Linked DNA regions of Mus musculus: regions 2, 3, 4, 5, 6 and 7 are each linked to region 1. Evidence: chromatin contacts called from public Hi-C, HiChIP or PLAC-seq and promoter capture Hi-C data. All regions are on one chromosome and are shown on one strand. Each heading gives the region's core, a stretch centred on a gene start, on an enhancer-like site or on the middle of the called end of the contact. The rest is flanking DNA. Distances are from core to core; before and after follow the strand shown. Region 1 holds the start of Rpl23 (ribosomal protein L23). Region 2 holds the start of Nr1d1 (nuclear receptor subfamily 1, group D, member 1). Region 3 holds the start of Med24 (mediator complex subunit 24). Region 4 holds the start of Ormdl3 (ORM1-like 3 (S. cerevisiae)). Region 5 holds the start of Mien1 (migration and invasion enhancer 1). Region 6 holds the start of Pgap3 (post-GPI attachment to proteins 3). Region 7 holds the start of 1700003D09Rik (RIKEN cDNA 1700003D09 gene).

The links. Promoter capture Hi-C pulls out the DNA fragments that hold promoters and counts their contacts. A called contact is a pair of places that touch in the nucleus more often than the background predicts. HiChIP or PLAC-seq counts read pairs in DNA pulled down with a chosen protein or histone mark.
Region 2: a promoter capture Hi-C map of pre-B cells shows a contact between it and region 1, with 5 times the contacts expected there. The contact joins the promoter of Nr1d1 here to the promoter of Rpl23 in region 1. A contact is called at or near these places in 6 of 39 promoter capture datasets (the C10 cell line, cranial neural crest, hematopoietic stem and progenitor cells and 2 more) and 1 of 115 datasets of contacts at active chromatin or transcription factors (embryonic limb bud).
Region 3: a Hi-C map of B cells shows a contact between it and region 1, with 6 read pairs. The contact joins the promoter of Med24 here to the promoter of Rpl23 in region 1. A contact is called at or near these places in 4 of 39 promoter capture datasets (cranial neural crest, hippocampal neurons, liver and 1 more) and 1 of 484 Hi-C or Micro-C datasets (B cells).
Region 4: a contact with region 1 is called in a promoter capture Hi-C map of erythroid cells, with 8 times the contacts expected there. The contact joins the promoter of Ormdl3 here to the promoter of Rpl23 in region 1. A contact is called at or near these places in 9 of 39 promoter capture datasets (the C10 cell line, cranial neural crest, erythroid cells and 5 more), 8 of 484 Hi-C or Micro-C datasets (CD4 T cells, CD8 T cells, double positive thymocytes and 5 more), 4 of 115 datasets of contacts at active chromatin or transcription factors (astrocytes, cardiomyocytes, extraembryonic endoderm stem cells and 1 more) and 1 of 9 other capture datasets (liver).
Region 5: a promoter capture Hi-C map of second pharyngeal arch cranial neural crest shows a contact between it and region 1. The contact joins the promoter of Mien1 here to the promoter of Rpl23 in region 1. A contact is called at or near these places in 5 of 39 promoter capture datasets (cranial neural crest, hippocampal neurons, liver and 2 more) and 1 of 115 datasets of contacts at active chromatin or transcription factors (pancreatic cancer cells).
Region 6: an H3K27ac HiChIP or PLAC-seq map of stem cell-derived neural progenitor cells shows a contact between it and region 1, with 4 times the contacts expected there. The contact joins the promoter of Pgap3 here to the promoter of Rpl23 in region 1. A contact is called at or near these places in 2 of 115 datasets of contacts at active chromatin or transcription factors (pancreatic cancer cells and stem cell-derived neural progenitor cells).
Region 7: a contact with region 1 is called in a promoter capture Hi-C map of erythroid cells, with 7 times the contacts expected there. The contact joins the promoter of 1700003D09Rik here to the promoter of Rpl23 in region 1. A contact is called at or near these places in 3 of 39 promoter capture datasets (erythroid cells, liver and pre-B cells), 1 of 484 Hi-C or Micro-C datasets (B cells) and 1 of 115 datasets of contacts at active chromatin or transcription factors (pancreatic cancer cells).

The regions. Positions count from the first base shown.
Region 1 is chr11:97,780,080-97,784,068 of GRCm38.p6, reverse strand. It overlaps Rpl23 (ribosomal protein L23), which reads left to right and starts at 1,630. Exons shown (of 5, transcript NM_022891.3): 1 at 1,630-1,725; 2 at 2,180-2,263; 3 at 2,607-2,735. The coding sequence starts at 1,713. It overlaps Snora21 (small nucleolar RNA, H/ACA box 21), which reads left to right and starts at 2,303; the gene lies at 2,303-2,430.
Region 2 is chr11:98,773,727-98,777,715 of GRCm38.p6, reverse strand. It overlaps Nr1d1 (nuclear receptor subfamily 1, group D, member 1), which reads left to right and starts at 2,339. Exons shown (of 8, transcript NM_145434.4): 1 at 2,339-2,998. The coding sequence starts at 2,968. It overlaps Gm31862 (a long non-coding RNA gene), which reads right to left and starts at 2,305. Exons shown (of 4, transcript XR_880204.3): 1 at 1,902-2,305; 2 at 619-1,077.
Region 3 is chr11:98,727,681-98,731,669 of GRCm38.p6, reverse strand. It overlaps Med24 (mediator complex subunit 24), which reads left to right and starts at 2,251. Exons shown (of 26, transcript NM_011869.3): 1 at 2,251-2,298; 2 at 2,683-2,885; 3 at 2,973-3,055. The coding sequence starts at 2,756.
Region 4 is chr11:98,585,561-98,589,549 of GRCm38.p6, reverse strand. Ormdl3 (ORM1-like 3 (S. cerevisiae)) reads left to right here and starts at 2,305. Exons shown (of 4, transcript NM_025661.4): 1 at 2,305-2,422.
Region 5 is chr11:98,436,827-98,440,815 of GRCm38.p6, reverse strand. Mien1 (migration and invasion enhancer 1) reads left to right here and starts at 1,828. Exons shown (of 4, transcript NM_025559.2): 1 at 1,828-1,958; 2 at 2,072-2,169; 3 at 2,503-2,579; 4 at 2,671-3,108. The coding sequence starts at 1,870. The coding sequence ends at 2,754. It overlaps Erbb2 (erb-b2 receptor tyrosine kinase 2), which reads right to left. Exons shown (of 27, transcript NM_001003817.1): 27 at 3,100-3,989.
Region 6 is chr11:98,398,622-98,402,610 of GRCm38.p6, reverse strand. Pgap3 (post-GPI attachment to proteins 3) reads left to right here and starts at 2,121. Exons shown (of 8, transcript NM_001033537.2): 1 at 2,121-2,396; 2 at 3,629-3,726. The coding sequence starts at 2,216.
Region 7 is chr11:98,356,003-98,359,991 of GRCm38.p6, reverse strand. It overlaps 1700003D09Rik (RIKEN cDNA 1700003D09 gene), which reads left to right and starts at 1,709. Exons shown (of 3, transcript NR_045477.1): 1 at 1,709-1,755. It overlaps Ppp1r1b (protein phosphatase 1, regulatory inhibitor subunit 1B), which reads right to left. Exons shown (of 7, transcript NM_144828.2): 6 at 3,045-3,167; 7 at 2,196-2,959. The coding sequence ends at 2,922. It overlaps Stard3 (START domain containing 3), which reads right to left and starts at 1,624. Exons shown (of 15, transcript NM_021547.3): 1 at 1,484-1,624.

The DNA.
Region 1 (3,989 bases), core at 381-2,880:
CAAATCTTGCATATGTTAGGCATGTATTCCAGTACTGAGAGACACCCCCTAGCCATTTTTCCTATTTGGTATTTGGTATTTTCAGATAGGGTCTCTACATTGTTCAGGGTGGCCTTGAACTTGGGATAGCATCTGAATAGGAGAGATGACAAACTATCAGGCACTAATGTTTCTATTGCAACCTGTCCCTTCACCTCTCCATACCTCACTGTCCTTTCTTCATAATACTTCTTCCCGTTTGACAACGATATACTGTATACTGGAACTCTCACAATTACTCCTATTATTTAGGTTTTTTTTAAAGATTTATTTATATTATTTATATGAGTACACTGTAGCTGTCTTCAGACAGACCAGAAGAGGGTATCAGATCCCGTTACAAATGGTTGTGAGCCACCATGTGGTCACTGGGAATTGAACTCAGGACCTCTGGAAGAGCAGTCAGTGCTCTTAACTGCTGAACCATCTCTCCAGCCCACTCCTATTATTTAGTATCTATTACCTGCCTCCAACCTCTACCCTGGCAGAGGAAAACCCATAAAGGCAAGAATAATGCTCTATTTTATTCCCTCATGTAATCTGGACAGAATCTGGCCCTGATATAAGTATTCAACGCACATTTGAATGAATGTTTCAACAGAAGGTAAGGAAAATAGGGAGAGGTTGAGGTAGTAAAAGGGGAAATTAATATTAATAAATTAAAACATGTCCAGTCGGGCGTGGTGGTGCACGCCTTTAATCCCAGCACTTGGGAGGCAGAGGCAGGCAGGCGGATTTCTGAGTTTGAGGCCAGCCTGGTCTACAGAGTGGGTTCCAGGACAGCCAGAGCTATACAGAGAAACCCTGTCCCCCCAAACAAAACAAAACAAAACAAAACAAAACAAAACAAAACCTGTCCATCTTGATTATAAGCAAGCATAAACTATCCTATATTTAAGCTTTACGAAATTTTGCACATCTTTAAGAAGCAACAAAGCCAATCAATCGGTCACGGTTAGCTGTGGGCTAAGTCTAAGAATAATTAATAATAAGGTACTGAGTTGTAGTCCGAGCGGCTGTGTGAATGTCACTAATAGAGTATTGTTAACTCTCATGACGAAAGAATGTTATGGTACCAAACACACAGACTCATCTGTAGCGCTCCACTTAATTGTTCCACAGCCAAATGAAACCATTCTGAACTTGCTCTTGCCCCATGTGTCTGTTCTTTAGGAACCCTTACAGAAGAATTTATTTTACTCATGTATTTATTTGTTTTGAGGAAGGATCTCATGGGTAGCTGAGGTGATGTTGAAATCGCCGCAATTCTCCTGCTTCAGCTCCCACGATGCCGAGATTATTGGCGAGCACCACCACACCCGCAGCAATAATTTTCGAATCCCTGTTATCCAGAGAGGGGCTTGGCCACAGAGCTCAAAAGAAGCTGTTAAGCAAATTTTAAAAAGCCAAAAGGCAATGTGTCCATATCGCCAATTACTTCCGAGGCGTTGGGTGTAGCCCCAAAATTACTCGCCCCTACACATCTTAAGCGCAGCTTTCCCACGCAGAACGGTCCCGCGGAGGCCCAGGCCTTTTACGTCATCTAGCTGCGACCCGGGGAGGGAGGCGGGCTGGACGAGGTCCGGTCACGTGGCTGAGTGGGCGGGGCCTCCCGTTCATATCCCAGTGTCCCCTGTACTAACTTCCTTTCTGACCCTTTCCGGGCGTTCAAGATGTCGAAGCGAGGTGAGGAATTTTGAGTTTGGGGATCCGTTGGCATCTGCCGCGCGGGATGGCCCGCCCATCCCTTGGCGACGGCCCCCGGCGGCGGTGATAGTTTACAGTCCCGGGGCCGGAGATAGAGAAGATGGGGGCACCGCGGAGGCCTAGAGGGAGCCCTGAAAGAGGGCGATGCCAATGGTGTTGAGCTGGTGTAGGAGCGGAGCATGGGGCCGAACGGAGAACGTGGGGTCGACGGGACTGCGCGATATCTGCGGTCCCCGCAAATGCAGACGAGGTTGGAGCCTCGCAGTCTCCTTCTTCCGCAGGAGGATGCAAATAATGGGCACGGCCGGGTCCCGTGACAAGTGCGTGGTAGCCGGGGAGCGGCCGGCCCTCGCCGAAGCGTGTGCGGTGGGTTATAGTTGGGAACTGTGAGACCGAATGTGGACCCTTGTCCTGTCTGTTTCCCTCCCCGCAGGACGCGGTGGGTCCTCCGGGGCGAAATTCCGGATTTCCCTGGGTCTTCCGGTCGGAGCTGTGATCAACTGTGCAGACAACACAGGTGAGGCCTTCGGCCGCGTCCTGCCACCGTCCCCTTTTAAAAGCACTCAGTGAGCCTTTTGCTAGTGACCCACTGAGCCGTCAAGAAGGGGCAGAGTGAAAAACACCACTTTTGGGTGAAGTGGCAACGTGTTGTGTTGTTTAACTTCAATCGGTGTTGTGACAAGACACTTCTGAAAGATTACTTACAAGCCCGATGAGTTTTACGAAAACGGTTTGTTTTGGTTTGTTTGTGTTCATGCTTTTCTGAGACTGAGTTACTTGGTGTATAGCCTTGCTGACTCTATATTGTGAATTCTGCCGGTCTCATACAAAATTTACTTTTGTTTGTTTTTTTCCTATAGGAGCTAAAAACTTGTATATCATCTCTGTGAAGGGAATCAAGGGACGGCTGAACAGACTTCCTGCTGCTGGTGTTGGGGACATGGTGATGGCCACAGTTAAGAAAGGCAAACCAGAACTAAGGAAAAAGGGTGAGCGGGGAGGAGAGCTTGTTTTTTTGTTTGGTTGCTTGTTTTGGTTTGTTTGTTTGGTTTTTTTTTTGACAGTGTTTTTCTGTGTAGCCCTGGCTGTCCTGGAACTCACTTTGTAGACCAGGCTGGCCTCGAACTCGCCTGCCTCTGCCTCCCAAGTGCTGGGATTAAAGGCGTGCGCCACCACGCCCGGCCCTGGGAGGCTCCTTAAGTCGTAGTGGAAGGTAGAAGTTCTCTGGGTGTTGGAAGATGGGATCTTAATTCTGTGGCTGTCAAGGAAGCTACACATGTGAGAGCCTTTGAGATCAATGCCTCAGCTCCCTGTTTGAGACAAGGCTTGACTTGGTAGCACAGGCTGGACCTCAGTGTTGGGCTTACAGACACGGCCACATGTCTGACTGCTGCGGTTTATGGAACACTTTGTTTTTTCTCTAATTAGGGTCTTTTCCGTCTTTCATGCTATGTAATCTGCCACTCACCTGGCTAAGTTCTTCCCCTGTAGTAGACTATGTAGTCTTACCAGAAAAGATCTTCAGTTGGTTGTCTGTCCCTAGCTGTCAGTGCAGATGACAATGTGAAATGGGTGTATTTTTGTGGGTTGTTGTCCGAACACCTGGAAGCAGACACATTGTCCAGAGGCCTTGTGATAGACACTGTACTGGGAGCTGACTATTGGTGTATTAACTACCCTGAAATGTGTTCTCATCAGGTAGATGAACAGACCTCAGAACCTCCTCTGCCTTGAGTGTTCCAGCTGTAGAACTTTCTTGGCAGGATCTCACTGTAAGCTTGGCTGTCCTTGAGCTCAGACCTACCCACCTCAGCTTCCTAGTGCTATCAGGCACTGTTCTTTTTCCAGAGATATTCTCGAAGTCCTTTGGTGTAGTGCAAGTGAGGCCTGTGGGGTTGCTTCCTAGCAACACTTTGTTTCCATAGGAGCCACCTTGCTCTCAGCATTTAGTTCAAAGTCTTTCACTTTAATACTTGAGGGGACGGTGACATTGTAGCCAAACTTACCCTAGTGTGGTTACACTGAAATGAGTCTACCAGGGCTTATCCTCTTCTCAGAACACTTCTAGGGCCTGGTTGGTGGCTCAGGAAGCTGTCAGTGAAGAGCAGAGCATGTCCCCTTACCCCTGTGGTATGATGACAGCTCCACACACTGTTGTCTCCAATAGTGGGGAGAGGGATATTCTTAGTGTGTGTCAGGTAACAGGCTTGGTCAGTGTTTTTGGTTTTTTTGTTTGTTTTTCT
Region 2 (3,989 bases), core at 1,090-3,589, 990 kb before region 1:
TGGATGGCAGAAAGCAGGAAGATTAAAAATGCAAGGCCAGACAACAGAAGTAGACCCTGTCTCAAAAAAAAAAAAAAAAAAAAAAAAAAGCGCTCTTTGCCAGGGAGAAAAGAAGGAGCCCTATATAAAGTGGAGAGGAAACAGGAGTTCAATGTAAAGGCCCCTCCTTCCCTTCCTCCCAGCTTCTGGCTTCATACCTCACACAGACTACAAAACAACCTTGCTCATTGCCAAGAGCAGGGTCAGGCTGGATGAATTTCTGGGCTCTAGTTCCCTCTTCTCACTAGCTGTGAACTCCAGGAGGGAGTCTTGATCTCTGGCCCTTCCCTGATATGAAAACTTTCTCAGCAAGAGGACGTGGGCAGGACCACCACAGTTGCAAACAGTGCTGAGGGCCTTGGGGGGACCCAGAGCAACTAAAGAAAGCAGGGGAGTGAGCGATATTGAGAGGTAGTACTGGGACTAGGCGGGGTGGAACGTCTAGACAGCACCAAGGGACCGATTTTGGATTTTGAGCAGTCCTCAGATACCCAGGTGGGTGGGGTGGGGTGGGGGTTGCCTGGCTCTGAGCCAATCAAAGGTCTCAAAGAGCAGGCAGCCAGGGACAGAGCAGCTTACCTCCCAGCTCTCCCTCCACACAGTTGGCTGGGAGGAGGGAGAGGGAGCGGAGGCTGACTTCAAAACCAAGTTTTCCTGAAAAGCCTCTGGCCTTGTTTGTCTTAGCTCCTCCCAGTTCCTCCCATGGTGCTCTGCAGCAGCTTCCTAGCTCTGGACCTAAGGGCCAGGGCAGCGGGAGAAATGCTTGCTCCCCCTCTTTTCCAAGCCCGTTAGGCACGAGGGAACAGGGCTAAAGTCTAACCTTCAGATGATCAGTGGTTAACCCGGTCAAGATCATTGACCTTAACATTCAGCTTTCTTTCTCCTTGGTACCCCTAATTCCAGCTTTGAGGGTCTCATGTTGTTTAAGTCTCAAATCACTGAGCTCAAAGTGGTCCTCCTGGCTCAGTTTCCCCGTATGCTTTTCTCTGACTCCAAGGTAGCTTGCTTCCCAGGATTCCCAGAACTCTCTGGAGCTTCCTAAGTGCAAGTAGAGAAAGACTTAAGGTTAAAAAAAAAAAAAAAAAAGCACCCCCCCTCCATCCCCAAGTGTAGAGATTACAGAGGACTTGGAGATAGGAGCAGGGTGGCTGGGGCTTACTCGACTGCTTGAAGATACGTGTCCATCTCTCTTTACAACCCAAGCCCCAGAGAACAGACCCCTTCCCCCAGGCCTCTGTGTTTCTCACTCCTGAGATGACTGCTGCTCTGAGAGAGATGCTAAGTGCTTCATGTGCTCATTTATCCGCCATCTCAGGGACGGGACGGTCACAAGAAATAAGCAGTGAATGCCTGACCTTGAGCCAGTCCCTGAGATGGCGGTCCCTTTTCTTCTTCAGTAAGAGGAGGGAAGATCCTCACTCCCTCCTCGCTTAGTAGGAGCTTGCTTTGCAGCTCAAGTCAGCTTCAAATTCACGACAGTCCTCCTACCTCAGCCTCTCAAGGACGGTGATTGCAGGCACGAGCCACTACACCCTGCCAATTCGGGGAGTTGAGGGGTGGGAGTTAAATGATCCTCATGTTCTCCCTAAACTGTGGGCTTCTTCTGCTATCATGAAGCCCTGCAGAGAGCAGACCCCCCTCTCTCTATGAGGACCTCAGAGCACTTTCCCTTTGTTCTCCTTTTTATTTCCCAGACAAAGGGAAATGACTCACCCCAAAGTCACTTGAGTGGGCAGTGTGGTGTCATATAAGCAAACAGGGAGTCCCTAGGGATATCCCCGTGCTATGCCAGTCCTACCCGTGGGGGCTGGGGTTAGGGTGAAGAAGAGAAAGGGGTTTTATTTACACTGCTTGTCGCCCACCTTGTCACCATAGCAAAAGATGCTTAAGTTCTTGATTTAAGGGAAATCTCTCCTCCCAGCTTGTCTTTCTCCCCCTAGTCACCACTAACCTCAGGGTGAGGTCAGTTCTCCAATCACGTGAAGCTCTCACGTTTGCTAGGTTTGCAGAAAGGGCCTTTTAGCTTTGATCTTCCACGGAGCAGTAAAGCTTGCCAGGCCCTCCCCAGGAATTCACATGCCCTTGCCATACAAGGCTTTCCAAACACGCCACCCTGACTCTTCAGAAAACCCCACCCCAGTCCACTTTCAGCTCCTCCCCGCTGCCAGCAAGCACTTTTGCAAAGCAGAAAAGGAATAGGCACACTCCACCTACATTGTCAGTAGACTACAAATCCCAACAATCCTGGCGGTGCGCAGGCGCACAGATCTCAACGTGCCGGCTGCTGGAAAAGTGTGTCACTGGGGCACGAGGCGCTCCCTGGAATCACATGGTACCTGCTCCAGTGCCGCGTGCGGCCCGGGAACCCTGGGCTGCTGGCGCCTGCGCAGAGCCCTCTGTCCCAGGGAAAGGCTCGGGCAAAAGGCGGTTGAGATTGGCAGAGTGAAATATTACTGCTGAGGAAACGTAGCAGGGCACACGTCTCTCTTTGCGTCCTGGTGCCTCATTTCTCCATCACCTACTTACTTCCTGGTTGCAGCTTCTCTTCCTTTGGGACTTTTGCACCCGGAGCTCCAGATTCATTACCCTGCTTCACTGCGGAGCCTTCAGGAGTGGCATCCGGTGCACTGCAGAGACCCGACTCTCCTTGCTACCTTATAGCCAGAACTGCTGCAGGCTGATTCTTCACACACACACTCTCTGCTCTTCCCATGCAAATCAGATCTCAGGTGCCTCAGCGTCCTACCCTTCTGGAGGGCTGCAGTATAGCCACCCCAAGACCTTACTGCTCAGTGCCTGGAATCCTGATTGCGAACTGCGGGGCTCACTCGTCTCCCTCAGCCATTGCCCAGGGGGCGAGAGAGGCCATCACAACCTCCAGTTTGTGTCAAGGTCCAGTTTGAATGACCGCTTTCAGCTGGTGAAGACATGACGACCCTGGACTCCAATAACAACACAGGTACTGAGATTCTTATCTTTGCTCTGTCACTGTCTCCATTTCCATCCAAGGCTTATGAGAGGAACTTTGTAAGGGATTGGGGATTCCCTCTGGCTGGTGTTTGTTACTGTGCTAAGATGAAAGCCACTAGGTAAGATTTCTAAAGAGGGTTATTACGGCTGGGAATGTGCCTAAAACGCATCACTAGCACCCCCTGAGTTCCCCTCAGTCCGAGAACGGATGAAATGGAGGGTGGATACCAGTGGCGAGTGGAAGAGTTTAGGGAGACTCAGCATTTTGAAGCAGTCTCTGGACACGTCCCCATTTGCCCACTCCTTGCAGCTATAGTATGCCTGTCTCTTTTCCCTTTTCTACAGTTCTAGCCTACTTCCAGGTAGTCTTGGGAAGTGGGGCGATCCGGGCTGGTGGGTTTGCGTGACTGGGTCAGAGTTCACAGGGGAATCCTCAGCGGCAGTGGGGAGCTTCATTTGAGGAGTCGGGTGCTTGGGACTCATCTCCAGGCAGGGCACCCACAGCGACTTAGCCTGGGGAGGGCTCACATGGCTGCAGAGCCGGGCCCACGTGCTGCATTTGTTTTCATTCAGTAGAAGCCGTGGCCGCCATCTCATTGGTCATTGCCTCCCGGCCTCGTTACATAATGAGCTCCGCCCCTCAAGTTGCCGGAGCAACGCTTGTCGCCTTCTCTCCTCCCCTCAGTTGTCCCGGCCCAGCTTGGTTTTAGGGCCAGCCTACGACCCAGGACGCCCGGGAGGGGCGGGGCGAGGGCGGGGTTTTCCTTGCGACAGAAGGGAAGCGGAGAAGGCGGTGCTTCGAGTTCCGGGGTTCCTCGTTGGGGTGCCACGTGCGAGGGGCACACGTGGAGTGGGGACGTGAGGCCAGCTGAGGGCCAGGCTCCCGCCCCGCCCTTCTCCGCCTAGATCTGGGTGAAGCTGGGCTGACTCACCGCCCCCGCCTGGCTTCTTTTCCTCTCAGACTGCCTGGCCCTTACCCT
Region 3 (3,989 bases), core at 1,002-3,501, 950 kb before region 1:
GGGAGCATTATCATAAAGTCTTTCGTGTGTGGTAGGTAAATCAGAGAGCTTAAAAGGGTTCCCAGGAGGGAGAAGGAGGCGGGTTAGAGAAAGGCTAGCAGCTCTGATATTTGCAGACCAGAGAAGCAGGAAGGTCAAAGTAGAGAATTCGGTGATGGTCCTTGCCCAGAGGCTGAGGTAGTCCTTGTACATACAGTTGAGTCCTTGAGGAAACTCTGCCAAGCCTGAAGCCTGGGCGGCTGGTGAGGAGTCGGGGACCAGGGAAGGCAGATGGCTCAATACCAAAAGCTGCTGCCTCTCAGCATTAGGAAGGGTGGAGGCGGGGCACCCTCCCTCTCAGAAATCTGCCAGGATTTGTGCCAGAGGGAAGGATTTGAGCTCTGAGTCTAACCATCCCCAGGCCTAAATATCTCCACCCCCTCCCATATGGGTGGACCAACACTCACTAATTCAATAAGGAGCACTCACAGAATTGACAGCCTGTTTCCAAGAGGGGCCGTTTGAGCTCTGAGGGGTAGGGAAAGAGCAGCTGTATCCAGAAACAATTTATGATGGTGATGGTGGTGGTAGGGTATTGGGCTGTGTAACAGGAAAGGAGTAGGGGGCTCACCACGGGCAAATGTGGCAGTATGGAGTGCAGGTCTGTTTGGAGGGGGAGTCTGAAGGTTATGAATCAGGAGTCTGAGAACTCCTTCCTTCCTGCTTTGGAAGATTTGGCTCCACATTCTTGGCAGCTATTTTGTATAAATACCATTCTCGAATAGTATCCCCTGGGAAGGCACAAAAGAGCAGAATAAAAATGGGTGTGTGTGTGTAGAGAGAGATGGAGGAAGACCATAGGCAGTACCCATCTTAGAAGGATGTGATTTGGCCGTACTCCAGCTATACTCTCCCTGTTCATAGCGTGCTCCAGGTACCCAGGATCCTATTAGTCTCCTACATGTCTACAAGGCCAGTTTTAGAGCCCATGTGGACTGTTTTCTCAATATTTATCCTGATTCTCAGTCAAAAGGTAGCTCAGGGAGGGGGCTGTAGTTCAGTGTAGAGTGCTTTCATAGCTGTACAAAGAGGAATGTGGGACAGAAGAGGAATGGGTTGGGGAATATAGACAGAATTTGAAGAAACAGGCTGACCTATCTCCTTGGGATATGAGATTGGGAGCCAAGAAAAAGAGGGGTGATAAAGCTCTGCCTCCAAATGTGCAGAATGGTCTTAGCCACAATACCACATTTGATCCCGAGGCCTTCTTTTTTTTTTTTTTTTTTAGATTTATTTATTATTATATGTAAGGACACTGTAGCTGTCTTCAGACACTCCAGAAGAGGGAGTCAGATCTCATTACGGATGGTTGTGAGCCACCATGTGGTTGCTGGGATTTGAACTTCGGACCTTCGGAAGAGCAGTCGGGTGCTCTTACCCACTGAGCCATCTCACCAGCCCCCGAGGCCTTCTTAAACAGTTTTTGAGACACCCAATAATCTTAACCCATATTTCCTCTGTTTTGTTTGTTTGTTTGTTTTGTTTCTTTGTTTTTGTTTTTGTGTTTTGTGTTTTTTAGACAGAGTTTCTCTGTGTAGTCCTCCTGGCTGTCCTGGAACTCACTCTGTAGACCAGGCTTAAACTCAGAGACCCAGCTGCCTCTGCCTTCTGAGTGCTGGCACTAAGGGCGTGGTGCCATGCTCAGCTTCTGTTTTCTCCTTATTTCCTTTTGTATCCAAACAGTATTCAGGATCAGTGAATTCTGGGAGAATTGTCAGATTTGGGGTTAAAATGATGGTATGTGTGCTGCTACCCACACTTCAGTGTCTCTTTTGGAATAGAAATATGAAAATGAGAGCTCTAGTGCCTACAGGGGCTTTCGAGAACAAAGGCCAAAACCCAAATAGAAGCCAGGTTAGAAGCCAAAACAGAAGCCAGGCTAGAATTCACTGTTATGCCTCGTTTCTGGGAAATAGCCACAGTATCAGAATGATTGAAGGTAGGGATAGATGGCAACATCACTGGGAGACAGAGAGTTGGTTTCTCCATAGACCCTGAGACTCTGGGTACCAGCGTACCTCAGCTCTTCGGATTATCTCAGATAAAAACCACCAGAACCAATTAGATTAATCCTTCTGCCTGTTTGGCAGCTTAGACAAGTCTTAGACAAAGAACTACAATTCCCAGAAGGTATTGTGGCAGGACTCGCCTCTTGCTACGTTTCTATTGGTTGGTGTGTGTTGCCGCCGGCCAATGGTAAATGATTTCCTTAGTAGGTGTCAAGATGGCGCTGCCTACGATGTACAACCGGTTTGTATGGTAGGCTTAAATTTGGGGAGATGGTAGATGTAGGAAAAGAAGGAATTACAACTTCAGGGCCGAGGAAGGTAGAGGCAATGGGGAGAGGGTAGATCTGGGTTTGGGGTGGAAGTGGTGAGGAACGCAGCTAGAGCGAAGGGCATAATTAGACAACCGGAGCGGGCTTAACCCTTTCCTGCTCGCTTCAGGGCTTTGTTGACACTTTCTGTCCCAATTCGAGAAACGGTTGTTCAGAAACCGAGAAGGTGACAGAGCCGCTAACTTGACGCCTTCTACTCTGCCTAGTTTTTTTCCTCTCTGTTTATTTTTCTGTTTGTTTGTTTGTTTTGCTTAAACCTTCTCGAATTTCCGTTCTATTTATGTCTCCCTTGTTCTTTCCCTCAGAACTCCAGTTCTCATCTGGCTCCGTTTTTAAACTCCCACCTTGTCACTCATCTCGCCTCCTTGGAGTGACATCATGAAGGTGGTGAACCTGAAGCAGGCCATTTTGCAAGCCTGGAAAGAGCGATGGAGTGACTACCAATGGGCAATCAACATGAAAAAATTCTTCCCCAAAGGAGCCACCTGGGACATTCTCAACCTAGCAGGTCTCAAGTAAAATGGGCAAAGAAGGATGGGAGGGGTGTCCTCAGAAAAGCTGTAAACACTCAGCCTTACTTTAATTTTCCTTGCAGAAGCGCTCCTGGAGCAGGCTATGATTGGGCCTTCCCCCAATCCTCTGATCCTGTCGTACCTGAAGTACGCCATTAGTTCCCAGGTAAAGATTCCCGACTCTTGGCTTTTGGAGGTGAAACACCTGGAGAACTGACAGTTGTCCATTTAGGCTTAATTTATTGCAAAAATAACACTCCATTTGTTGTAATGAATGAATATTACATTTATTTACTCTCTCCATATACATTTACAAGTAAAACTTAAAAAAAAAACTACATGTACTTATGGGCGGGGAGGGCATGCACATCGCAGAATGCTTGTGGAGGTAAGATACTTTTGTAGCCAGGCGTGGTGGCACACGCCTTTAATCCCAGCACTGGGGAGGCAGGTGCAGGCGGATTTCTGAGTTCGAGGCCAACCTGGTCTACAACGTGAGTTCCAGGACAGCCAGGACTATACAGAGAAATCCTGTCTGGAAAAACCAAAAAAAAAACAAAAACGATACTTTTGTAGAGTTTGTAGAGTTCTTCCCACCTTTCTGGGGATTTGAACTCATATTAGCACGCCAAACACCTTCACCTGCTGAGCCTCTTTGCCAGATCCTTGTTTCTGTTTTTGAGACAGTGTTTTATGTAGCCCAGAATGGACTTGAATTCCTGATTTTTCTGCTACCGCCTCCCACAATTGATTTGGGGGTGGGTGGGTGTTGATAATCAAACCTAGGACCTGCAGATGCTAGGCAAGTGTTCTACCTTTGAGCTATTATAATCCCTCTCTGGGTGTTTGCAAATGTTAATGTTTGTCACACAATGGTAAGTCCTGGGGATTTGATCCCAGTACACAAGGGAAGTTGAAGGCAATGCAGACTATCGCTAATCGTTGAGCGATGGGGTTTATGGTATGATTAGGGCAGAGTATAGAAATGAAGAGAGGATATGGAAGTGATGCCTAGTCCTGCCTGAGCAATCACAGAAGGCTTTCTAAAGGAAGTGATGTTTAAACCAAGGTCTCTATGGTGAGTAGAAGTTAGCCACACA
Region 4 (3,989 bases), core at 1,056-3,555, 800 kb before region 1:
GACATCCCTGAGAAACTCGAAGTCTCTATCCTTATCTTTTCATATCATCCGGCAGCTGTTTTCCCATGATGCCACAGTTTCTACAGCCATAAGTGGTTTCGTATTTTTCTGCCCAGTGTGGATAGAGCATTCCCTTTTTTCTTGGGCACTTACATGGCTCTCAGGATTTCACTGCTAGAGACATTGCTGGGATACACAACCTCTCACACGGAGCCGTGTGCTGTAAATGGGTTTGCTTTCTTAGATGTGGATACAGTCATGCCTTCAGGGCATGGACAATTTAGTTCCTTGGCACACGGTGTCAATCTTTTGTCCCAGGGATTGCGTGTTCCCCGGTGCCTTGTGCTTTCACTCTTCCTGAACAGTGCTCAGGCGTCACAGCTAGAGGAAGACTTGGTTGTCTTGAGGCAATGAATTAGAGGAGATGGTGACAGGGACTCGAGTTAACTCGAGTGGAATGTGATCCATAACTTACCACAAGGCAGAAAGAACCAGAACTTTGTTCATTCCCATTGTGGAAGAAAAAAAAAAAAAACAACTTGATAACAGGAGCTATTAATAGGCCATGACATAGCCAGTGACCTTGCCAATGGAGTCTGCATTAGTCAGAGTGCCTTGTTGAGATGTAGACCCTGTCTGGTCCCTGAACTTCACAGAGATGGGAGAAAACTGGCAAAGATCCAGAGCTCAACCAACTTGATGGACAATGGAAGAATTCCAGGAAAAAAAAAAAAAAATCAAAGGAATCCGGCAAGTTCATTTTGGAAAAAAAACAAAACAAAACTCAAAAACAAAAACACCCCCCCCCCCATTGTTTTGGCTCTAAGGCTGAGCAGGAGGGAATAGGGGGTGGAGGTGCGGTGTGGGAGTGTGGAAGTGTGGGGGTGTCTCTGTGAGGCTTCTTCAGTCTCACAGAGGCTGAAGGACGGTTAGTTAGATGTTCGGATCTGAAGGGCCCCTGCCTCTGGAATACTTGAGAAGCTGCCCATTTTTACTTCTCAGGGTAAGTCAGATAGATATACACTCACTCCTGGCTTCCAGGGCTCCGCCTCCGGCCGGAGACAGCTATTCCTCCCCGCCCCCACCCCCTCTGGCAGCTCCCTGATGATGGGCGGGTCTAAGGAAAAAGCTCCCCAGGTTGTCCGGGCAGGCCTTCTCCTTCCAGTCCTCGCATGTTCAGTCCGTCGCGCATATACAGCCAGCCAGGCTGGCATCTGTTACGTCATCTATTCCTGTCATTCCAGCCTTGCCAGGGTTTATGGGCACGAGACTGAGAAGGTGGGCGGGGGAAGTAGAAACAACTAAAAGGAGGCCCTCTATTGTTGACGTGGAAAGTGGGAGTGACCTAGGAGAGCCAAAGAACACTCTAGTTGCGTTCCTACAAGATAAGAAGTGCTTTGTATGACATTCTTTTGAAATATCAAAGCAACCTTGGGAGTAAGTTTTGACAGCTGTAAAACTGAGATTAAGACAAGTCATTTGTCCAGGCTTACTCTGCCAATAAAGATGTACATACACTATATGTACCTAGCAATAAAGTCTGTGCCCTTCTTTTCAGAGCTTCCAGACATGAAAGTTGCAGAAATGAGGCTCCCTACCTAAAGCTACACGTATTAACCTCAGACAGAAGCTCAAAGCTCCTCACGTTAGTAAGGTCTCGTCCTATGACATAAATCCTATTTTATACCTGATGTAGGGAGGAGATCCAGGAGTGGCCAGACCTACACCAGCAAGGATTAAGCATAAAGACTAGGTGGGCCAAAGATGCCCACAGGCTCCTGTCTCTACCCTGAACACATGTACCCAACTAAAGTCCTGAAAAATGTAATCCCGGGAGTGAATGGGGCTCCTTCGGGGCAAAGGGTAGTGTTTCTCGGCTTCTGGAGATAATCCGGGGCCCAGGCAGCGACGGTTAGGAAAAAACCAAACCAAAACAACCTCTGCATTTAGGGTCAGGCTATCTTAGCAGGGCCTTAATGCAGGTTACTTAAAACTCTTAAGTCTTCGACTACAAGATGGGACATGGACAAACCGCTTGTGCAACACGTGAAGGGCGCAGATGCAAAAGCTACAATTGTTAACGCACCAAAGAGACAGCATCTGATCTCACTATTGCGTCAGGGTGGGACGTTCTGCGGGGTGCCAAAGCTCGCGGTGGGATCAAAAGCTAGACCAGGGAAAAGCCTACAACTCCCAGGAGGCGCCGGGCGGGCCGGTGAGGAGGCAGCCTAGAAACTACACTTCCCAAGAGGCACAACGTGATAGGCGCGTGGTAGTGACGTCACCGCCCCGGCTCGGGGAGCTGATTCGGCCAGAGCTGCCAGCGGGGTAGCCACCGCCGCTGGTTTGTTACAGCTGCTGGAGCGGCCGCGGCCCGGGTTCTCGGGCTCTCTCCCGGGCCCTCGACCTCCAACCCCGCGCGGTGAGTCCAGACGGGTGGCATCGGAGTGGTGAAGCCCGAAGGCTCCACGGGTTGGAGAGCCGGGAGAGAAGGCTGCTGCTGGGGAGGCGTCCGCGCAGGAGGAGACCTGAGCTGGGTGGCTGGGGGTGGAGAGTGCGTGCATCAGGCGAAGGAGTGCCAAAAGAGGAAAGTGGGAGCAGGGGGCCGGGGGTGATAATCCGGGAGGAGCGCTGCAGCTGGGGGTGGGAGGCGGGGAACGGCTGGACTTAAGGGATAAAGGTTTGGCTGCCTCCAGGGTTGAGTGAATGCGTGGAGATGGGGGTTGGGCCCCGAACCCGGCCAGACTGCTAGTGCGAGGTACCAGGCTGCAGAGCAGAAGCGGGAGGCCCCGTGGAAGGAGTTCTCATACACATACTCCCAAGATATCGAGGACACCGTTCCCTCGCTCCTGACTCGTGGAGGCTTGCTTTTTTTTCCACACCCACTTTCCTGAGTCCAGGAGTCGGGCTGGCGAGGACAACCGTGGTTCTGCAGATTGAGGGTGGGCCGAGTGGAAGCGACATTGTGTGTTGCATGAACTCCCTCTTGGGATCCCTTGGGAACAGGTTTGCTGTATAAAGGGCAAGTCTTAAACTGGGGAGGGATTTGGGAAGTGCTTACCGGATGGTTAACGCCGCGGGGAGGGGGGGAAGGCGGGAGGGAGGAGATGGGGGTGGTAATCTGGTCTTGGCATGAGTGTCTGACAGACTGGCTTGGGCCTGCATGGAAAAGAGGCAAAGAGCTATACCATAGCCAAAAGTTTAAAAAAAAAAAAAGTGGTTAACAGGACGGAGTTGCTTCAGGCTCTGATTTGAGGCAGATTATGAAATCACACCAGCTACCTGCCAGTTGTGGTAGCAGTTTTCAGTCTGGTCACCCCAGACCTTTCTGCCCCTGCCAGTCTCCTATTTCTTCACTTCTGGGAGAAAGGTCAGTTGTGTCCTAATGGAAATACACAAAGCCACAGGAAAGTCTCAGGAGTACTTTTGGGAGGATGGTGAAAGAGGGTGCAGCAGTCTCCTGAAGTTCCTAACCTGCTTTAAAAGACAACTAGCACTTAGGCTTTAGGAAGACAGTTCCCGTGGGGTCACCTAGGCTCTCTTAGATGCCCTGTTAGAGCCAGAAAGGAGTGGAGGGTCTTGCAGTCCTGGGATCCAGCCAGAGGTTTGGCACTACTGAACCGCAGTGTGAGGGAGTTGTGTCTATAGCTGTGCCACTGTAGGGCTGTGTAATGGAGAAGGACAGCAGTTTCTGCCGAGACTTGGGAAACTTTTCCTCACCTTAATGATCTTTCAGAGACTTTAGCTCTCAGTCCCTGCCCTCCCATGGAGGCTGTTACATAGTAGATGTCCCAGGGGTGGGCTCTGTTAAGGGCCCTAAGGCCTGAGGAAGGTAAACAACTGGTGTTCTAGTTCCTTGGGTTTCTGTTGGGACCAGTTATCTGTCTTAATGAGCCAGGAGTTTGGTCCCTGGCGTATGTCCACCTGCATGCACCCTAGGCCAACTCAGGGGTATGTTTGTTGGGAAACTGTTGTGGGTCCTATCTCCC
Region 5 (3,989 bases), core at 579-3,078, 660 kb before region 1:
TTGAAAAGATGGCCTATTGCATTACCTAAAAGAATAACTATCATCAGGGCTGGAGAGATGGCTCAGTGGTTAAAAGCACTGATTGCTCTTCTGAAGGTCCTGAGTTCAAATCCTAGCAACCACATGGTGGCACTCAACCACCCATAATGAGATCTGACACCCTCTTCTGGGGTGTCTGAAGACAGCTACAGTGTACTTAGATATAATAATAAATAAATCTTTAGACTGGAGCAAGCGGGCCGACCAGAGTGAGCAGGGTCTACCGGAGTGAGAAGAGATCCTGAATTCAAATTCCCAGCAACCACATGATGGCTCACAACTATCAGTACAGCTGCAGTCTACTCATATATACATAAAATAAATAAATAAATTTAATCTAAAAAAAAAAAAGTAATATCATCAAAGAGACAGGCAACCAGTATTTGTGGTGGCTATGAAGAAACAACTCCTTGTGCCCTTTTGGTGGTGTAAAATGCTACAGCTGCTTAGAAAAAAAAAAACAAAAACAAAAAACAAAAACAAAAGCAGGTAGGCAATCCATAAAGAGTTAAATATAAATTTCTCGCAGCCCAGTAGTTTTAATTTTACTCTAAGGAACTTAAGAGAAATGGCAACACATCCATACAAAGGCATCTACAAGACATTTACTCAAAACAAACAACCCAAAGAAACCCAGATTAATGTTAATAGACAAATAATCTGTGCTTTTTCTATACAACAGAATGAAATAGTATTCATCAATAGAAAGGAACGCCTGGGACACAGCACTGGATGGAGGCTTGCTCTGATACAACAGAGCAAACGTCACATGCTGCAAGAGTCCATTTATGTGAAATGTCCAGAAAAGTTTAGAGAGCAGAGCAGCGATTGCTTGGGGCTGGAGTTGGAAGCTGCAAGCAAACAGGAAAGGCCTTCTTAGATCCATTGAAATATCCTATAACTAGATGGGATGACGTCAGAACTCAGCAAACACAGACCGACCCAACAATGAACAGTTTCAAGGGACACCAGAATGGGTGACTTGTTACGATACTGTAGTGGTGCTTCAGGGAAGGAAGAGACAGGGAGGACCCAGGCTGCAGTTCCAGAATTACAAACTGAGTTCAATGACACTAGCCCTCTAGCAAGAGGCAGGGATGAGGAGTGTGCATAAAGTGGGGGTCAGCACTTCAGAGTCAAAAGAACTAGAGTTCTGGGCTGATGAAGACGCTTGACCTGTAAGAGACAGACCTTTGAGACAGAATCTGATACTCTGAGTTCAATCCCTGGGACCCACATGATAAGATGGAGGAGGCCGAAAGTTGCTGTACTCTGACCTTCAAAAGCATGCTATGGCATGGCCCCCACCTCCAATACACACTCGTCCACAAATTAATAAATAAATGTAGTAAGTTTTAAAGATGCCCTCGCATGCATAAATTCACACTTATACACATATATACGTAATTAAAATATTCTTAAAAGTTAAAAAAAAAAGAACTCGAAAGAAAAGCAGTATGGTGTGGTTTCAAACGCTATCATCGTTCGAGAGGTAAATAGCAACACCAATCACAGACCATCAGCTACCTCGGCCGCCTGCCCCATTTTCTCTGTCTTTTGTAAATGGAAAATAGCTTTGTGATCACAGGCAGTTCGTTAGTAAGCAAATCCATGACTGTGAGCATTGGATGCCAATGAGCTCTCAGAACCCAGGATCAGTGCTGGTCCAGGATATTCGCTCTGCAGCTGGATCAAGATGTAGCAGTACCTGCTGACGGCAGAGGGCGCCCCGACGCAAAGCGAGGTCCGGACACGCCCACGGACACGCCCCCCACGTGACTTTGGCGTGGCGTCACACCCGGAAGCAGCCCTGCAGCGGAGCGGGCAGCAATGAGTGGGGAGCCAGCGCCGGTGTCCGTAGTGCCCCCTCCCGGGGAGGTGGAAGCAGGCAGTGGAGTCCACATCGTGGTGGAGTACTGGTAAGCCACTCGGGTTGAAAAGGAGCCTCTTGTGCTCGCCCGCAAGATGGGGGTGGATCCACGGGAGGCCCCACCCCCGGAACCCCAGCTCACTCCACGTCTCTTCTCCCCAGTAAACCCTGCGGCTTTGAGGCGACCTACCTGGAGCTGGCGAGCGCTGTGAAGGAGGAGTATCCGGGCATTGAGATTGAGTCGCGACTCGGGGGGACAGGTGAGGTCCGCAGAGCACCTGCTGAGTCAGTCCATGTGATAAAACTCCAGCTCTCCCTACATTCTAGAGCTGACATTGGCTGTTGTATATAAAGCCCCTAGTAGGGTCTGACACATAGCAAAAATGCCTACTGTGGGTTTGGAGTGAAGGAACTCTTAATGGCGTATTGGAAAGACGCACGGGTGAGGACTTTGGGGTTTGGGGCTGAATGGCTTCAGGATCGGTGTCTGCCGAGGCCATGAACAGTCTTGCTTGGACTCGAGGTGGTGCCAAGGACCTCCCTGAACTTCTGCCTGTTGTTCTTAGTTCGTTCTTGCATTTATTTCCTACCAGGGGCCTTCGAGATTGAGATCAATGGACAGCTGGTGTTCTCCAAGCTGGAGAATGGAGGGTTTCCTTATGAGAAAGACGTGAGTATTTAATGTACCTCGGGAGGGTGGCTGAGACGAGACACACCCTCCTCTCCTGTGCATGACACTCGCCCATGTCTCTGTCCGCTAGCTCATGGAAGCCATCCGAAGAGCCAGCAATGGAGAACCTGTAGAAAAGATCACCAACAGCCGGCCTCCCTGTGTCATCCTGTGACTAAGAAATGATTCTTGGAAGCTTGGTTCTGGGGTTTAAACCTTTCCTTGTGGTTACGCTAGGAATCCCTCTACCTTTAGCCCCTCACTTGGCCCTAGGTAACTAAGACCCTGACTTCACTTTGCCTCTTAGGGCACAAGGAGGGACTAGACATTTCTGTGGCCAAAGGCAGAAAAGAGATGTTCTCTGTGAACATCACCATCGCTCTCCCGGGATCTGTGCCCTCTGCAGTTTGGTCCTCTCCCCAGCGTGGCAATACCTTTCAGATGCCACGGTTGCTATAACTTATTTTCCCTGAATCCTGGGCAGTGTCGGCTCTTGGCAATAAAGAGTAATTACAAATGCTTGTGTCAACTGGCGTGTGTTTATGTCCAGCCTGTGCGGGGGGCACACAGGTCAGTCTGGCCCTGCTAACACCTAGTGGGTGGGACTAACACCTAGTGGGTGGGGTTTTCCTGGATGGATACTTCTTTCTAAGGCAAGGAAAACAAGTCACATGGCAATGCTCTCCACAAGCTCCCCTCTCCCACTGGGAGGACAGGACTTCATTCTGGGGGTAGCCTTGGAATGAGTGTGTCCAACGGAGTATTCTGGGGGTAGCCTTGGTATGAGTGTGTCCAACGGAGAATGACCCTGTTGCCAAAGGGCCTTCAGAAGGAATCCTAACTCCCCAGTCCCTCAAGCCCAAAGCCAAATTGTCTCAAACTTTTGGAAGATCTCTACACACTCACTCCAGGAGGAGCTGTGTGTCAGATGAGCAATACGGTTTGACCCGGCCCGGGACCACTCTCAGACATAGGCTGGGGTCCAGTTATTTTACAAATCTCATTGCAAATGGAGAAAGGGGACAGCACCCCCCGACTTTCATATAACACCCACTCTCCCACTGTATCCTTATTTCATCTTTAAAAAAAAAACAAAAAACAAAAGTAAAAACAGAACAAAATAAACTCTGTACAAAGACCAGTCTGGGTGCAAGTGCTGTCCCCCTCTTGGGATGCACGTGCCTCAGTCCTAGTGGGGTGTCCTGCTCCCAGGATATTCACCTGGGGCCTCCTCCCTTGCAGGCTGAGCTTCCCTCAGTCTTCAGAACCAAGAGAGCCAGGCCAGGTAAGGAATACCCACTGGACCCTACAGTCTGTCAGGGCAGTCAGGGTCTGTAATCCTCTGGGGCTGAACAGTGTGCTGTCTCTTCCGGCCAGGCGGGGCCCTCTTAACCACTCAGGATTGAAGCA
Region 6 (3,989 bases), core at 872-3,371, 620 kb before region 1:
TGTGACCCCACCTGGCTTGCTTTCTCATTTCAATTTCCCAGAGTGAACTGAGGTGGCCAATGCCTATACTCCCGCATTTAGGAGGCAGAGGCAGGACGATTCTAATTTGGAGACCACTCTGGGCTATACATTAAGACCTTATCTCCACAAAAACCAGTAATTTCCTCATCCCTATCAACTGGATGGTCCACTTCAAAGACAGTACTTACGTTATATTTAGCTGGAAGAAGTGTCATTCACAGAAGATTCAGGGTGAATGATATACCCTTGAGCTCTTCGCTGGTTAAATGAAGGTAATTCCATAGTACTTCTTGCTCATCCACCTTCGATTTAGTAATCCTTAAATCCTACCCCACAACCCTAATTCCCTCTCCAGGATGTAAAGAGAGAATTACCATGAACAAAAACAATGGGGGGGGGGGCGGGGAGGAGGGGAGGGAGGCAGGATTTAGTTACATGACATCAAAGCTACAGAAAGATTTGGGTGCTGGTGGTTGGGCACAGAGATGGGGGTGACTGAAGCAAGTGTCTCGATCAAGGTATATGTGTCTACATGCAATGCCTGAAAAGACAGGAAAAAGTTCTTCCATCCCCTGGAGCTGGATTTGCAAATGACCCTGAGCTGCCTCTGTGGATGCTAGGAACTGAGCTCTAGTCCTCTGCAGGAACAACATTCATTCTTCACTGATAAGCCACCTCCCCAGCCCCTGAGAGTGCAGTGTGTGTGAGTGTGTGTGTGTGTGTGTGTGTGTGTGTGTGTGTGTGCTGCAGCACACTTGATGTCAGAGGACAACTCTGTGGAGAGGATTCTCTTTTCCCACCTTTATTGAGTTCTGGGAATCGAGTTCAGTGAAGAGCCTTCACTCACAGGTGGCTAGCCCACCCAGACAGTTTTAAGTTGTTCATTTACTTAAAGAAGGAAAGAAAGAGAGAGAGAGAGAGAGAGAGAGAGAGAGAGAGAGAGGGAGGGAGGGAGGGAGGGAGGAAGGAAGGAAGGAAGGAAGGAAGGAAGGAAGGAAGGAAGGAAGGAAGAAGGATCTCAAAGTGTCTCCCATGGAAAGCAAAGTTCTACTTTAGTGCCAGAGGTGAGCAGGACAAGAAAGGACTCCATCCCATCGGGGAAAGACAAGCCACTACATAGTATCCATCCAGTGCTAACAATCATCCTTAAAACACAGCCTTTAATTGGTAACAGGAAAACAAGCAGGAGCAAGAGGGCCAAAGCACACAAGGACAAGAGACTCTGGAGACATGGACCTTTAAAGTGCATCTGGAGCAACAGAGTGAAGACCAGCAGGCCAGGCCAGGCTGAGTTGAGGAGTTAGTAAGGAATTGTAAGAAAGAGATTGGTCAACCTTGAATTTTAGAAAGTGGAGCCGTGGTTAGTTTTGGGTTTTGTTGTTGTTCGTTTTTGTGTTTGTGTCTGCTTGACACTGGCTAGGGTCATCTGGGAAAAGGGTACCTCAATTAAGAAAATAAATGCTTCCTTCAGACTGGCCTGTCAGCAAGTCTACAGAGGACACTCTCTTGATTAATAATTGACATGGGAGGGTCCATACCACTGTGGGAGGTGCCAACCCTGGGCAAGTGGTCCTGGGTGTTGTTAAGTGACTAAGCCAGTAGGCAGCACTCCTTCGAGGCCTCTGTTTCCGCTCTTACCTCCAGGTTCCTGCCCTGGCTTCCCTCCATGATGGCTTGTGATGGGGTGACATAAAGCAAACCCCAAGTTGGTCTTTATCACAGTAACACAAAGCTAAATAGGAGAGAAATGCCTACTGGAGGGGACCAAAGTAGAGACAAAGACACCTGTTAAGAAGTTCTTCAGCTCTTTTAATGGCAGCGTCTTTAATCAAGATGCTGACATAAGAAATGGGGATAAGTGGGGTACCCAGAACATTTGGAAACTGGAATCTAAGAGAGTGGGTGACAGAAAGGCGTCTGCTTGAAACAAAGACCGTGTAAAATAGAAGGGAGAAAGTACACTTAATTTGCTCCTGGGCGCAAATCGCCCCTTCTCCTTAGGTGCTGTATATGAAAAGAGGAGACAGCAGTATAGAGGTGGGGTACCCGCCCACTGAAATCCGGGAACTTTTATTTAAAGTGGGCGGGCGTCAGCGGAGGATGCAACGATGAACACAGGTACTTCCGGTTGTTACGGAAGTGGGACTTCGTCTTCTCCCAAGCTCCTCCCTCAGCGGCCGGGCACAGTGACAGAATGGCCAAGCGGACGGCGCCGCTGCTGCTGCTAACCTTGGCAGTGGGACTCGCGGGGGGTTCCCAGGGCGACCGCGAGCCCGTGTACCGCGACTGCGTGCTCCGATGCGAGGAACGGAACTGTTCGGGAGACGCACTGAAGCACTTCCGCTCCCGCCAGCCAATCTACATGAGCCTAGCTGGTAAGCCCCGCCCACCCGTGAAAGCCCCGCCTGTTCGTCTTGGCTCCGCCTACTGTGCCCTGCTGTTCTGCAACTTAGAACCTCAGTTTCCCTCAGCGTTCTCTCAAGAGTGTTAATGTCAGGAGCCTCCTGAGTGTGTGTGGAGGGGTGGGAAGGTGGGGGGGGGGCTATTGCATCAGCCTACCCCACCTTTCCAGAGGTTTCATGTTATTTATTCAAACCACTACTTTTTAAATACAAAGAAGACCTGAAGTAACCCAGGAAGCAGACCAGGAGCCTGCCCTTCTGGGCTTATAATCCCCAGGCAGGTGAACATTAGCCTTCTCCAAGACAGAATAGTTTGAGACCTAATGGGCCCATAGGTTAAGCACTATACGCATTTGGAAGTGAAAGGGACGGAGTCAGCTTCAGTGGGTGGAGGCAGGGTGTTCAACCACAGAACAATTTAAACAGGATGGAATTGATGTCAACCAACATATTGAGCACCCACGTTGGACGGGTGTCACAGCAGGTCAGCTGGCTTTCACCACAACCCCGTCAGATACTTTCCCTAATCCGCTTTAAAGATGAGAACACTCAGAGAGACTAAGTACCTTGCCCAAGGTCACACCGTCTGTAAAGTGGCAGAGCAGAATTCCCAGATCTGACCTGTTTGACCAACAGCTCCTCCACATTATTATCCGGTTTCCATTCCAGACAGAGGCAACAGAGAGCTTGGAGGTCCTAGGAGGATTTGGGTACATGAAGCATCTTGGTTTACCCAGAGATCAGGGAGCAGGAAGATTAGGGGCAATAAGGAAACAAAGGTACCGGGGAACCTGAGGAGTCTGATGAAAGGTCTGAGCTCGATTTTCACAGGACATAGGAGGGCACCAAAGATCCCTCCCTGGGTTCAGGATGGACAAGTATGAACCTAGGTCTCCAAGAGGGGCCTGCCAGATCCTAAGAGCTTAGATCAAGGGAGAAGAAACTATTCTCTTTGCTCCCACTGATATAATATATTCTCCCCCCCCCCCCGCTGTGTGTGTGTGTGTGTGTGTGTGTGTGTGTGTGTGTGTGCGTGCGTGCTCGAGCGCACACCCACCCTCTCTTCTCTGTCCAACTGGGAAGTAAGATTCTGAGATTTCCGCTGATTCTGTCCAGCCTTCAGGTCCTCTTGGTCTCCATTCGTGCCTGGAGGCTTATGCCTCCCTAAGTCCTCACACAGCTGTAGTCCTGTTTGTCTGTTTCAGGCTGGACCTGTCGGGACGACTGCAAGTATGAGTGTATGTGGTTCACTGTTGGCCTCTACCTTCAGGAGGGCCACAGAGTGCCTCAGTTCCATGGCAAGGTGAGTCGGGGGCTCAGGGATGGTACATGGTGGCCCTTCAGCCCCGAGCTGGTCCATGCCATCCCAGCAGCCTGAGATGCAGTGTCACAGGGTGCGGAGAGATAGGACAGGTACTTGCGCTCAGCATCTCTTCCTTTTCCAAGGGTGCCAGTGTGTCCTGCTTCTGAATTTGGAGGAATAAGGTCTGTGTCCCAAGCCAATTGTGATGGCACACACCTTTAATACCTGCCTCTGGGAGGTAGAGGCCGGTGGCTCTCTGTGAA
Region 7 (3,989 bases), core at 460-2,959, 580 kb before region 1:
AGTGCTCTTACACAGGACATGCTAACTAACGTGTGTTCATTAGGCACTCATAGGCCTGGTCCCTTGATGCATACACTACACAGTACTTCATTCATTCTCACATCTATACAAGGTAGGCACATTACTATCTCCATCTTCCAAAAGAGGAAAGGAAGATACTGACTTCATCAAGGTCTCAAAACAATATCAAAACTCAAGCAGGCTGGTGCATGGGTCTATATGTCAGCTATGACACTAAGAGTGTTCAGAGGACACAGATGGGCAGGGCGGCCAGCCTTTGAGATGGAGGTGGGCAGTGTGGAGATGGTGCTCTCTGAGCAGGACTCCTGAAGGATACATCAGGAGGAGGCCCAGCAGATCAGAGAGGAAAGAGGTGCTGCTATATACACGAAGAACCCTATGTGAGCCAGGCACATCTTACAGTAAACAAGCACACAGTCGTTTCCCCACAGGCAATGGGAAGCAAGCAAGTGACATAACCAGACTCGTGATATAAAAGTCTGCAAGAGCTAGATTCTGAAGACTTGCCTGCAAGCAATTAGGACCACAAGCTGCTGGAAATGTCCAGAGACACGTCAACAAGGGTAGTGACAGAGAAGGTTCAGGGAGTTAGCTATACTGGCACCTCTGAGCAAACAGGGTTAAAAGATGTTAAGGCAATTCCGGAGTTTTTCTCCTGGATAAGACAAGAGTGGAAGGATAAATTTACAGAGAAAAGATCAGCTCACGTTTGAAACCTGTGAGATCATCCCAAAGTGAAGGTATCCCATAGGCATAATTGACAGGCAGCTAATTTGGAGCCCAGGAAGGGGATGTGCTGCTATCGTCCATCTGAATATTCAGTGAACGTGAACTTGATGCGACAACAGTGGATGAGGCCATCCAGGATCAATGCACAGTGAGGCGGGTTGGGCCAGCGTGAACGTAAAGAGATTCTTCTGCCCTCTTGTCAGAGAGGTAAGAGGAAAAATCAGGAAATATTGGGGAGTCAAAGGGTGGAAGTATGTCAGGAATGAAAGCCAACAGTAGCAAGCACTTCTGAGAAGAGTTTAAAGAGCCTTCTTTCTGATATCGTTGGGAAGCTATGCGTGGATGTTTCCAACGGAAGTTGTGGGAAACAGCGGGTGGCAGAGAGGCAGCCGATTAGTATGTTTTTCCCTGAGTCTGGCCCCTTCCCACACCCAATTCTGTCCCCCATAATACTTAGATACCGACTCCTTGCCTCTCCTCTTACTATAAAGAAGGCTTAGGAAAGCGGCCGCAGACGTCCTCCGGACCCTCTCGGGTAAAGACCAAGACACCCCCTCCCCAGCCCTGCGCGCGCAGCAGCGAGTGGAGAGGAAGGGGGCGGAACCCGGAGCGCGAGGGGTGTGGGCTGGGTCGGACCGAACCAAAGACGGACACCGGGCAGGAAAGCGGGATCCGTCGGGTAGAGACAGCTCTTGTACCACCGCCCGGTGCCTGCGACCGCCGCACAACCCACCTGCTTCATGTCACCACGGCCCCCACTCTTCCTGCCTCAGCCGCAGTCCCGCTCCACGGCCTGGCAACTCCTCAGAGCGGAAGGAGAGCTCCCGGCGGCGCTACTTCCGCCGCTGAGCCCGTCCCCCCCGAGCCCGCCCCCAAAGCCAACCCGCCCCCCCGAGCCCGCCCCCAAAGCCAATCGGGATTCGTGTGACCCTGAAGCTCCGCCCCGGTCCGCCCCTCTCTCGGAGACGAGGTCCGGAAGCGGAGCCACAACCGAAGTTAAACTGTGTAAGACCGTGCAGGAGCAAGGGATAAAACCCCAGGGTGTCTTGGTTATTAGATCATACAGGCCTGACACTGTGGAGTGAAGGGGAACTGTGTGAGGGCCGATTTGTGAGCACAAGTCCCTTGGAGAAATCCATTTTTCGTTTTTGAGACGTTCTCAGGTTGGCCACGAACTCAGCCTTCCAAGTTCTGAGATTACTGACGCGCAGCACCACATCCATCACACATATTTAAAGGACCTTTGTTCTCCCCTGGCTTTTAGCCATCTCCCTCAGGAGCTAGTATGTCTGCCATGCGTATAGCCTGCAGGAAAGGCTCCTTCCTGGGAAGGGCTGGACACGAGAGGCAAGATCCTGACCCTAAGATAACCACCATTTTTCCTGTCAGAACATACCATTACTTCCCGGTCTCTCCTCCCTCCCCTGAAAGAGGAGTCTCAGGACAATTATTTACAAAGATTTATTACAGCGTAGGAGGGGTTCAGGCCTAGAGTAAGGGAAGAAGGGGAAGGGAACCAAGTTGCTGGAGGACAAGGAGAACCAGGCTCCCCCCACTGTGTGGCCCCCTAAGGACAGATAGTAAGTGCATTCCTGGCACCAAAGCACAAACAAAACGCAGCAAGCAGCCTCTGCCAGTCCATCTTGCAGGCACCCAGCAGGAATGGGATACTAAGGGAGGGACATGTTGAGGCTCTGCAAAGAATGCGTGAGACCTGAGCCCTGGTTGAAGTCTATGAGAGGGTTGGGGACTCAACGCCCACCACTGGTAGGGGAAGGAGGAGATCTCAGGGCACCTGTAGGCTCTCAGTACCTCCTTTCCCCAGATCTTAGGACCTGCCCTGTGGGTCTCCTGTGCCCAGGGGAGAGAATCTGGAGAGGGAGGGGACTTGTGGAGAATAAATGGTTGTTTATGGCCTTCTGGGGTTTCCAGTGTGGGCTCTCTCACCTCCCTACTCCCACCGGGTAAATAGAAGAATGACTGGCAGGGAAAGGCATTGGGGACTCTGGGCTTCAGCCAAAGCAAACAGAGACCAGCCTTAGTCTTCTAAAAGTCAGAAGCCGCAGCCCTAGCAGGTGAAAGACAGGGTACAAAGGAGGGTGGGGACAGAGTGGGTTTCTGGGGAACACTTCCTCCTGGGAGATACAGGGCTCTGAGCTTATGTGCCAGGCTCAGGGGGGGCTGGGATGCTGAGGTTCCTCTCCAGGCTCTGAAAGACAAATAAAGAGGACTCAAGGCCAGGCTTGGCCCATGAGGTTCCCACCCACCTCCCCAGCCCACACTCCAAAGCTCACCACTTAGTGTTGCTCTGCCTTCCACTTGGTCCTCAGAGTTTCCATCTCTCTGGGGCTCATCCAGAGGAGGTGGGCGCTCCCAGGGCCCCTCCAGACCCCGGCCACAAGTAGGCTTCTGCCCCACTGAAAGAGAGGGCATACATACATAGGCTGAGTGCCCCTCTGGTGCTCTCTGATGGCTTGAGGTTGAGCTTCTGAGACATCCATTGCTGCATAACGGGCAGAACACTGGCCTGGACTTCTGTCCCCGTGATTGTAACTTAGTTCATGGGCACTTTTCCAAAGGAAATATTATGTAAGAAGATCGGTGTAGATTACCTTAGATAATACCTTCTGGGAAGCTGGGTGTGGAGGCTTACACTAAAAATGCAGCCATCAGGAGGCTGAAGCAGGAGGATTGCTTTGAATTCAAGGTCATTGATTAAGATTGAGGTGCACTGTTAAGATTCGGGCCAACCTGGATTGCAGAATGAGATCCTATACTCTCAAGAGGCCCAGAACTGGTCTCCAGAGTTATTCCGGAATTCGGGAAATTGATGTTGTTCCTTGAGGGTCCGGTCATGTGACTCAGGGCCCCCTTCTCCTTCCTGAGGGAGTCGCTTTCATTCATCTCCCATCTGTTCTCAGGTGGGGGTGGGGGCTCAGAAGGAGCTCACTGACACCTCACAGCCAGAGATGCAAGAAGGAGACCCAAGGCTTTTTTGTCTGAGCCCAAGAGCTGAATGGGAGCGGGAGACTGTGTGTCATTCCCATAAAAAAAAAAAAAAAAAAACAGGTCCAAAAAGTTTAATGTGCACCAGGCTAAACAGATGAAGCACAGCCTTTGGTGGCCAGGAGTGGAAGACACAACCATGAGAGGGAGTGAGGTCATTCTGCCTAGTTGTCTAGTGCTGGGGCATCTCCTGGGGATTTCTTTCTGGCTCTGCAGCTTCCTGTGTAGGTTTT